Linked DNA regions of Macaca mulatta: region 2 is linked to region 1. The links are chromatin contacts, called in public Hi-C maps. All regions are on one chromosome and are shown on one strand. Each heading gives the region's core, a stretch centred on a gene start, on an enhancer-like site or on the middle of the called end of the contact. The rest is flanking DNA. Distances are from core to core; before and after follow the strand shown.

What was found. Hi-C and Micro-C count contacts between places; a contact is called where the count stands out from the background.
Region 2: a Hi-C map of CD4 T cells shows a contact between it and region 1, with 4 times the contacts expected there. The contact joins the promoter of CD9 here to the enhancer-like site in region 1. A contact is called at or near these places in 4 of 14 Hi-C or Micro-C datasets (CD4 T cells, blood, fetal cortex germinal zone and 1 more).

Annotation. Positions count from the first base shown.
Region 1 is chr11:7,007,996-7,012,717 of T2T-MMU8v2.0, forward strand. VWF (von Willebrand factor) reads right to left here. Exons shown (of 52, transcript NM_001243086.1): 9 at 4,203-4,314; 10 at 3,174-3,220. Among named protein-coding and RNA genes, the nearest start is that of VWF, 46 kb to the right of the region's middle. Within about 2 kb of position 1,491, at least 8 of the 40 cell types and tissues checked have an H3K27ac peak or open chromatin away from gene starts, as enhancers often do. A contact at or near this core is called in CD4 T cells and blood, where this site is marked.
Region 2 is chr11:7,127,416-7,132,570 of T2T-MMU8v2.0, forward strand. It overlaps CD9 (CD9 molecule), which reads left to right and starts at 2,421. Exons shown (of 8, transcript NM_001260661.1): 1 at 2,421-2,602. The coding sequence starts at 2,537. It overlaps LOC144332741 (a long non-coding RNA gene), which reads right to left. Exons shown (of 2, transcript XR_013400791.1): 2 at 2,402-5,155.

The DNA.
Region 1 (4,722 bases), core at 241-2,740:
TTACCCTTTCCCAGCTGGATAGAAGTCCCTTCCACATACTTGCACTAGGAGTTTGAGATCCTATAGCATGAGTTGTTTTCATTTGCAGAATAGTCCCTATGAACAGACATGCTCCTATCAATGGGAACTAAATTAGCAGAGCTTCCCCACACAGTTTGTTTTGCAGAGGAAGGGAAAAGAGGCTCAGGGTTACAGAAAGGGAAGTCTGCAGGCTATGGGGAAGCCACAGTTGTCCCTAAGGCTGCCCTACATCCTAACCAGTAAGCAGGGATATGCAGAGAACAACGAAGGTCTAGGAGCATCATGCAAAACCCAGCCTCTCTCCAGTCCAGACGGCTGCTCTCCTGGGCCCTGTCTTCCCTCTCCCACTACCCATACACAACACTGCGCTGCACAGCCTCCACGATAGCCCCCAGGGACACATCTCCTCCTGGATTAGTGTCTTTGTGTAACCTCTCCCCTCCCTAAATGTAGACTGGATGTGTTGACTTGTTTCTAGTGACGATAATACAGCAGCAGTGAGAGGATGTCACTTCAGAGACTAGGTTTTTAGAAGACTGTGGCTTCTGTCTCCACTGCTCCCTGTTACTCACTCTGAAACAATTCTGCCCACAGAAACCAGCTGTCACGTCACAAGGAGGCCCCAGGGAGGATCCACATGGTGAGAAAGCAATGCCTGCCACCAGCAGCACATGAGTGAGCTTCAAAGCATCCCCTTTACCCCCACCCTCCATCAAGACCTCAGGTAAGACCACAGCCCCAGTCAATGGCTTGACTGCAACCTTATAAGAGATCTTGGGCCAGAGGCACCCAGCTAAGCCATACCCAGATTCCTGAGGTACAGAAACTGTAAGGTAACATTTGTTGTTTTAAGGTGCTACATTTGGGGATAATTTGTTACACAGCAATAGATAACTAACACACTCTCATCTTATTCCAGAAAATGAAAATCCAGGTGTTTTTATGTATTTATTTTTTTTTGAGATGGAGTCTCAACTCTGTCACCCAGGCTGGAGTGCAGTGGTGAGATCTCAGCTCACTGCAACCTCCGCCTCCCAGGTTCAAGAAATTCTCCTGCCTCAGCCTCCCAAGTAGCTGAGATTAACAGACATGCACCACCACACCCAGCTAATTTTTGTAATTTTAGTAGAGCCTGGGTTTCGCTATGTTGGCCAGACTGGTGTTGAACTCCCGGCCTCAAGTGATCCTCCTGCCTTGGCCTCCCAAAGTGCTGGGATTACAGGCAGAAGCTACTGCAACTGGCCCCAGGTCTCTATTTCTAAGATGCACAATGTCCACTCCTCCAGGGGCTGCAGAGCAGCTCTGGCCTGCTCCTCACTTTACAAGCAGAGCCAAAAGCATATCCCCTCCAGAACCATACTGCCCATTCTTCCCATCAGAAGCTCTATCTGCAGTCATTACACGGGGAGCATCAGACAGCCCCACCACCTGCTGAGTCATGGCAGGGTGTGGAAATATGCTCGTGTGCATGGGTGCACATGGACCAGGAAGCAATGATCAACAAAACTCCCGAACTAGAAAAAGATGGTCACAGCCAAGGCTTTGAGAATGCAGAGAAGAGCGTAGTGGTTTTGTTGGCAAAATATCAAACCACTTAGTAGACAGAATTGAAACTGTATCTTTTCATCAAGACATCAAGATAATGTCTTATATCCTCAGCAAAGTCATCTTCCAGATTTTGAACTGAAGACCAGAGGATTATATTGTCTGCCCCAGAAAACATACATCATGTACACAGTGGGTGTTCAAATAGTACTTGGATGAATGGACAGTTGGAAGGATAATGGAAGACCGACCCATCCTACAGTAAGTAGTAGTTAAGACTTCCTAATCTGGTGGTTACAAACATCTAAAAAAACACACACGATAAACTCAATTCCTAATTCCACCCACTGTGGCTCATAGATCTCATACAATGAGTGATTATTTAGATGTTAAAAGTGTTTTCAAAAGTTAATTGCAGCAACTCACATGTCTTCCAAAGAGCTCCTTCAGTCTTTGACATGGCGTAATTATGTTCAATGGAGCACAGACACCACTTTCAAGAGCAATCCTTTCTCCTTCGTGCTTTCTTCAAGGGTTACACAAAAGATAACCTGGCTGGGTGGCCATCTCTTTGCTAGACTAACTGATCTAGCCCACATCTAGTTCCAAAATTTTTTCCCAGTGTACAGGGCACTGGATAAGGTCCTGAGTTATCCTAAAGCCTTTAATTCACAGACCTTAAATACAATCCCAGGTATCCAAGCTCAACCCACTTCAGGCCCACCGAAGGTTAGGACTAGGAAGGAAAAGAAAGGAAAGGGAAAAAGTAAGAAGTCAGGCAATTATGAGTTCAAGCCCTGGCTCTGCCTCATAGCAGCTGTGTGACTTTGGGCAAGTCATTTAACCTCTCTAGGTCTGTTTCTGCTTTCGTGAGAATAAATTGCACCTGCCTCACAGGTTGTAACTGGAAAATGTTTAGTGCAACGGCCAGCGCACAGAAAACACCACGTGAGTGACCACAGAGGGCAAGGTCCGAGGTCATTGGAAGGTGGGGCAGAAGGGAGCTCTGAATGGGCAAGGTTTGCAGTTAATAGAATAGAGTTGGGGCCAAACAGAGGAGAAAGCAAATGGCAGAGATTGCTCAATAATTTTTCCTAAGCAGATTTTCCAGGGCAGGGACAGGATGGGAGGAATCATTTGGTGACCTGGTTTTCCTAGCTCTTGGACCACGCCATGGTCTTCATGTTAGTCATTTTGGAAAATTCCATTAGAACGGTCCCTTTAAGCCTAAAGAATTACCAGGCCCTTCTACCTCTTAATTTTCCAAAGAATTTGTATCCTCTTTGTCTAGTCAAGACAATCATGACCATACAGGCCTTACAGCTCAACCTTAATCCTTTCAGCAAACAGAAAATAAGAACAGACAGTAACACCTGAACACAGGTGTGTTCTGCCCTTTCAGCTGTTGCAGGGCTCCCACCTCTGGCCTGTGAATGGGTTAGCATAGCTGGTACCTGAAACCAGAGCTGGGGTCATGCGGTCGCAGCCAACCTGTGCAGAAAGGGCAACTTCTCGCTGCCTTGATGTGTGGCCCTCCCTGTCTGCTAAGAGAGGAGAAGCCTCCCCATTCAGAGGAGGAGGAAGGGAATGAGCGGCAGGTCGCCTACCTGGACATTCTTCATTGCTGCAGATCCACTGGCTGTTTCGGCAAATGCTGTCGGGGAGAAAAGCACAGGTCATTGGTGGTTCTGCAAACACAAGGGTATGCAAACGGATTTAGAGCTCATGGTAGTTATCACAGTCCCCAAACGAAGGGATGCGGGAGAAGAAAGGAGCTGGTGCTAGCAGAATCTTCATAGGGTTAAAATTGTACAGGACACAGTTCTGGCCACAAAGGAATATTAGAAATATCCAGGGGAAGAAATCCCGACAGAAAAAGAAGAAAGAAAAACTACCTGATGCCCCTGAAAATCTACTCAGATACCAAGAAGTCAAATTCCTGCCCCACACACAGTGAGTGGCAGAGCGCAAGACAGCGATATGGAAATGGGTAGTTCCCAGCCCAGAAGTGTGGTGGGCGGTGGCCGACTGAAAACCTGGGGGCTCAGTGGACACAGAAGGCTGCCATGCGGGAAAGACAACAAAGGGAGAAGGCCTGGGGACCAAACGAATTTTTGTCCCTGCTGCACAGGGGACTGGCAAAGCAAGCCAGAGGTGACATCCAGGGGTGCTTGAGATGACAGAAGCCAGGCTGGGCCTGGCCTACTGCAAGGACCAAGGGAGGGCAGACTGGTGTGAGTTTCCACTGGCCACTGCAACTCCCTACCACCGGGCAGATGAGAGATTTCAAGGAGAGAAGGACCTACGTGCTGCTTAGTGATACAGCCCTCCTCCAGAGAGAGAGGATCATTTATGAAAGCAGTTTGGAGGGACAGCTAGAGATGTTGTCTGCGTGTGAAGGATCCTGCCCTTCCTGACCTCCCCGTCTTCAAGGCTTATTTATCTGTAATATACTCTTTGCTCCCCATCATTGCCTGCCACAACCTGTCCCCTAGCCCCCACCAGTAGCCTCCAACTCAGTCTCTTTCTTGGCGCGGCCCAGGTTCTTTTCCACCTGCCACCACTCCTGCTGACCCAGCCCCCCTCCCCAGTCCCCTGGGCAGGTCTCCCAGAGCACACGGCGCAGCCCCCATTACCAGGTGTTGCAGTCTCGAGAGAGGGAGGCACCAGGAGGGTAGCGCTTTCCGGAATGCATGCAGGGACACTCGGTGCTCTCCACGCAGAGGCCTTCATCGAGGAGCTGTCCCTCTGGGGTCAAAGGCATCGAAGACAAAGACCTCAACATTGTCACTGCCTCACTCATCCCACAACTACAGAATCCCCAGGGGCGATGGTCGGGCTTCCTCCAGGAAGCTCAAAGAACTTGTTCTATGGTGTTTATCTTTCACACAATGCAATATAAGGAAGGGAAATTCCTCATCTCCATACTACAGATGAAGAAATGAGAGGAAGAATTTTGTTCCAGGTCATCCAGTAGGGGAGGCACAAGTCTGGGCTTAGGGCTTCTTCCAGGAAGCTCGAGAATGTGTGTGCTGCTTCCCTTACACATTAACGCAGCAACGTGAGATGGGGAAGATACTCATCACCATTCCGCAGATGAAGGGAGTCAACAGTTTTGTTCAAGTTCTTCCAGTGAGAGAAGTCGAGTTGAAACAC
Region 2 (5,155 bases), core at 1,171-3,670, 120 kb after region 1:
TGCCCTGTGCCCCTACTTGTTACTAGCTTCTGCTGCTCTGCCTCTGATCTCTCCCTCCCCTTCCCGCCCTGACACCTCATGGGGTTTTACCCTGCCCTCTCCAGCCTTTATCCTATTGCCCCGCCTTCATTCACTTCTCTCACCTGAACTACTCCACAGCCTCCTAGCAGATTTGCACCTGGTCCTTAGCTCAACTTTCATCTCCCACTGCTCCCCTCATATTACCTAATTGCATCTCCCAAAATACAACATCTCCATTTTCTGGTTTTTTTTTTTTGTTCTTTTTTTTTGTTTTGTTTTGAGGCAGAGTGATGGAGTCTCGCTCTGTACCCCAGGCTGGAGTGCAGTGGCGCAGTCTCGGCTCACTGCAAGCTCTACCTCACGGGTTCACTCCATTCTCCTGCCTCAGCCTCCTGGGTAGCTGGGACTACAGGCACCCGCCACCGCGCCCGGCTAATTTTTTGTATTTTTAGTAGAGAGGGGGTTTCACCGTGTTAGCCAAGATGGTCTCGATCTCCTGATCTTGTGATCCGCCCGCCTCGGCCTCCCAAAGCGCTGGGATTACAGGCGTGAGCCACCACGCCCGGCCAACATCTCCATTTTCCATGCAATCCCCTAAAGCACTGAGCCAAGGACTTGAGATGCCAATAATGGTCCTGATCCTCAAGGGGCTTCCTACCTGCCCCTCCGGCCTTCCCCCACCCACCTACCTAAAACACAAGCAGAGAACCTCTGAAAACACAGCAGATCCAACCATTCCCCTGCTTGAACCCTTCGGTGGCCCCTAATGCTCAGAGTGCAAAGTCCAGGAGCACAAGGCTCCTTCTCACCTCCCCACAAACCTCCCGTGACAGCCCCTGTGCCAGCCTTTGCCCAGGATTCTCCCTTGGCGGCAACTTTCCCTGTGGTTCTGCAGCATCACTTCCCAGTCTGGGTCAGAGGCTTCTGCTTAGCCTCTCAGCCCCCAAGCCTCTCTCTGTAACTGCACCTGTCACCCTCAAACCATTGTCTGGCTGCCTGTCTCCTCCCACACTGGACCCTGAGCAGAAACAAGGGCTAATCCATTTTTTTCAGCTCCTACCCCTGATGAAACACCCTAAGAGATACTGAAAAATGTTTTTTAATCAATGAGACAAGTCTAATGATAATAAACAGGAAAATAACAGCAATGTGCTAACAGTGGCTGTTTCTGATGAGCAGAATTTTGAGTTCTGTTACTTTTACTTCTTGGTATTTCGGTTGTTTCTGTAATGACTATATCTTGCTTTTGCAATAATAAAGGACGCTAAAGGAAACTTCATTTTGAAAATAATACAAAGGGATTCTGGAACTTCAAAGGACGGGGACTCTCCTCGTCCACTCCGGAGAATCAGGAAAGGAGTGTTTAAAGACCCGCAGAATTCCTACAAGTGACGTGGGGAGGGCCAGCCAGCCAGCGCGCATGCCGGCCAGAGAGCGAGGTGGGCTCTGGGTCCGGGAGATGTCAGATCAGTGCTCTGCACAGGGCCTGGAAGGCAGGACGAGGCATTTCGACTTAGGTCCTTGAATCTGGAGAGCTACAGAAAGTTTGTGAGCTGAAGAGAAGCGCTCCGAGCTTGGCATCTGGAGCAGTCCAAGGCAGCAGCGAACACGTCCAAAGACGCAGGAGGGAGGGTGGGGGAGTAGAGAGAAAACAGAAGCCGTTTACAAACCCTTTTCCCCTTTAGGGCAACTAAACCTCAAGTGCAGGAAGCGCTTGGGGACTGCCCAGCCCTCAGCTATGTTATCATTCGGTGATAGGTACTTGCTAATGACTTCCAAAAGCCTCCCATCTGTCATCCCACCCAGACTGCGCGCTTCTAATTCCTCCTACCCCACATGCAGTGCCCAATGAAAAGTATGGCCAGCGAGCGAAGGCTTGCAAGGAGGCAGCCGAGGGCGAAATGAAGCCAGGCGGCTTCCCTTTAAATCCTCGCAAAGCAGAAGGGCCCCTCATTCCGGGACCAGGCCTTGGACAAGGGGCCTTTAGCCCGGACGACCCGGGGAGAGTCTCCCAAAGTAAAGAGCCGGGTCGGGCGCCCAGACCAAACCGGGGGAACCGGAAGGGCGAGGCCTCCACAGAAGTCCGCGGTAAAAGTGGCAGGGAGTGGCTGCCTGGAAAGACCCCAAGACGGCTGGAAGGAGGGGGGGGGTGGCGGGTGGGGGTTAGGGCGACTAGGCGGGGAAACAGGGAGAGGGTCGGGCTCCGACGGGCAGCTGGGGCCGAGACACGCCGGACCTGGGCGGGGGCAGGGGGCGGGGTGCGGCCCGGGCGGGGCCGACGGGGCGGGGCCGAAGGGGCGGGAGGCGTGGCCGGCGGGGGAGTGGGGGGCGGCTTTTCCCGGCACATGCGCACCGCAGCGGGTCGCGCGCCCTAAGGAGTGGCACTTTTTAAAAGTGCAGCCGGAGACCAGCCCACAGCCGCCTGTATCTGTGTCCAGCCCGGGTACCGCCTGTCCCAGCTGCACTCGCCCCTCAGTCCCGCACCCGTTCGACCCAGGCTAGGTTAGCCCTCACCATGCCGGTCAAAGGAGGCACCAAGTGCATCAAATACCTGCTGTTCGGATTTAACTTCATCTTCTGGGTGAGTGAGCGCGACTGCCGCACGCTCCACTCAGGGGCCACCTGTTCGCGGACCCCGGACACTGGCCGCGGGTGCTGGCAGCTGGCACTGCCCGCACCGGGCAGGCACCGGGCGGGAAGAGAGGGGGCCCTGCGGCTGCCAGCTGGCTCCAAGGCCGGGTCCAGAGCCGGGCGGGACGGCCGCGACGGGCGCATTCGGGTGGGGGCTCACCACCGCCCAGCGGGCGTGGGGAGCCGGGCCCTCCTGGGATGGGGCGTGCGGGCGGGTCCTGAGCCCTTTCCCTCGCCTAGGATTTGAGCTGGGCTGTGTGTCTGCTCCCAGCCCAAGCCCCTCCAAGTGCCAGAGGGGAAGGCAGGGAGAAGCGGAGCACCCCTCTTTGGGCCAGGGCCAAGGAGGACTGTGGTGAGCAGTGCGGCTCGTGACTGGGTGGGGTCTCCCAGGTAGTAGGGGGCACGAGGAAGGGAGGGTGCGGGCACGGCGAGAGCTCAGCCAAGAGCTGCTCTCACTTTTACACAGGAGCGGAAGGGGTGCCTTGGCTGCGGGTCCGGCCCCGGCACCCAGTCCCTGAGAGTCGGGGGCTCCTCCACCCTTGAGGAGGAACCTCGCAGGTCCCGGTTCCCTCAGACTTTGATTCTGAACCACCGTGAGAGCGCCAAACTCCCTGGCAGCTACTGAAAGACTAGCTTGTCTTGATTTCTTTCAAGGCTGATAAGTATCTTCACTGGAGAGAACTCTGGGAGCTGGGGAGAGGAGAGGAGAGGGCAGATACCTATCTGCGCCTCTAGTGGGATGAGTCCTGTGTGTGCATTTCCGGGAGAGATCAGGTGCCAGCCAGCTGCCCGCCCAGGACAGCCTTGGCCTTGCCCCCTCCCCTCCCCGCCAGCCCAGGCGGCCCACCCAAGGCCAGGCAGGGCGCAGAGCGGACGTTCATCCGGAGAGGCCAACGAGGCCAGGAGCTCCAGGGACACCCACTGCAGGCCACTCAGCCTCTACAAATGGGAAGACAGAGAGGTGACAGAAGCAAGGAATAGGAAACCTTTGTGTCCTTGTTTCTGTAGCCACATTCCCTACACACGCATGACAATACTTGCCCCTCTGCAGGCAGGAAGATAGTCTGTGTGCCACTCTCAAGATGGATGTAGAAACAGGTGCATGCCACCAGAGTCTTGTAACAGAAAAAGTGCGCTTGGCCAGGCACAGTGGCTCATGCCTGTAATCCCAGCACTTTGGGAGGCTGAGGCAGGAGGATTGCTTTCATCCAGGTTCAAGACCAGCCTGAGTAACATAGTGCATTAGACCCCATCTCTACAAAAAATAAACAATTAGCTGGGCGTGTTGGCATGCACCTGTGGTCCCAGCTACTCAGGAGGCTGAGATGAGAGGATCACTTGAACCTGGGAAGTCAAGGCTACAGTGAGTCATGATTGCACCACTGTACTTAGCCTGGGTGACACAGTGAGCCCGGTCTCAAAAAGAAAAAAAAAGAAAGTGTACTTATTCCCCTGGTCACTGAGGTCCCCACAAGCCTCCTTAGGGAAATCTCCTAAGATTTACTCCTCCCCAGAGCTGAAGGGGTGGTCGAACAGATTTTCCAGTTTGTAGAGATTGACCTCCACTAGTGCATCAGTCACCATAACACACGCCCTAGTGAGGACAACATGTAGGTGTGCTCCTGCCCAACCCTTGACTTGCTTTAAGAAGACCCTGCCGGCCGTGGGCACCCCTCTCCTCCTGTGTTGCTACCCACCCCAGCAACCAGCCAGCTGCCACGCTTAGCTTCTTCCTTTCACCAATCCCTGGCAGCAGAAAAGTATGTGGGAAGGCAGCTGGCCTCACCCACCCTTGACCTTTGGGAGTTTTCCTCTCCCCTCCCAGGTACAGTCTCTCCCTGCCTGTGTTGGTTCGTCCCCAGCTGTCTGCCTAGACTGCATCCAGGTTTGGGACTGCAGGGAAACACAGACGGCCACCGTGTGCCTCTCTACCCCCATCTGCCCCATGGCATATGCAGGAAGCTGATGCGAGGCTCCCACGGCCAGTAGTATCTACTCTGTCTGTGGCCTGCTGGCCTGCAATCTGTCCGTACTGTCCTCAGCTTGCCACCCTGCTCGTATTCAGAGCCCCCTACCCCTGGCCCCGGCCTAGGTGCAGCTGATGAGCTATGTAGTCTGAAACAGAAATCACTCGCACTGGAAATGTTTGGAATGACTTGAAGATCGTACATTCCAGCCCTCTTATCCATAGTGAGGCAGCAGAGGAAGAGAGATGGGGTGATTTACCCAGGATCACAGAGACAGAGCCAGTATTACAACTCCTGGGGCCCTTACTTCTGTCCTCTTCCATCTTCATCAGAAGCAGGAAGGTGGGCAGTAGCTATGCTTTCCTGAATTACTGCTCATTTGTCTGGTATCTGGGTCCCTATGGAGACGAAGCCCTCATCCCTAGGAGATGATGTAATGAAAAGGAAGACTGTGGTCGGTCCACTTGTGCAGAGTCTTAGTCTTTAGAGCCTTTCTTGTTCTAGCCCCATGATGTAGCCAAGAGCAGGACGCATTG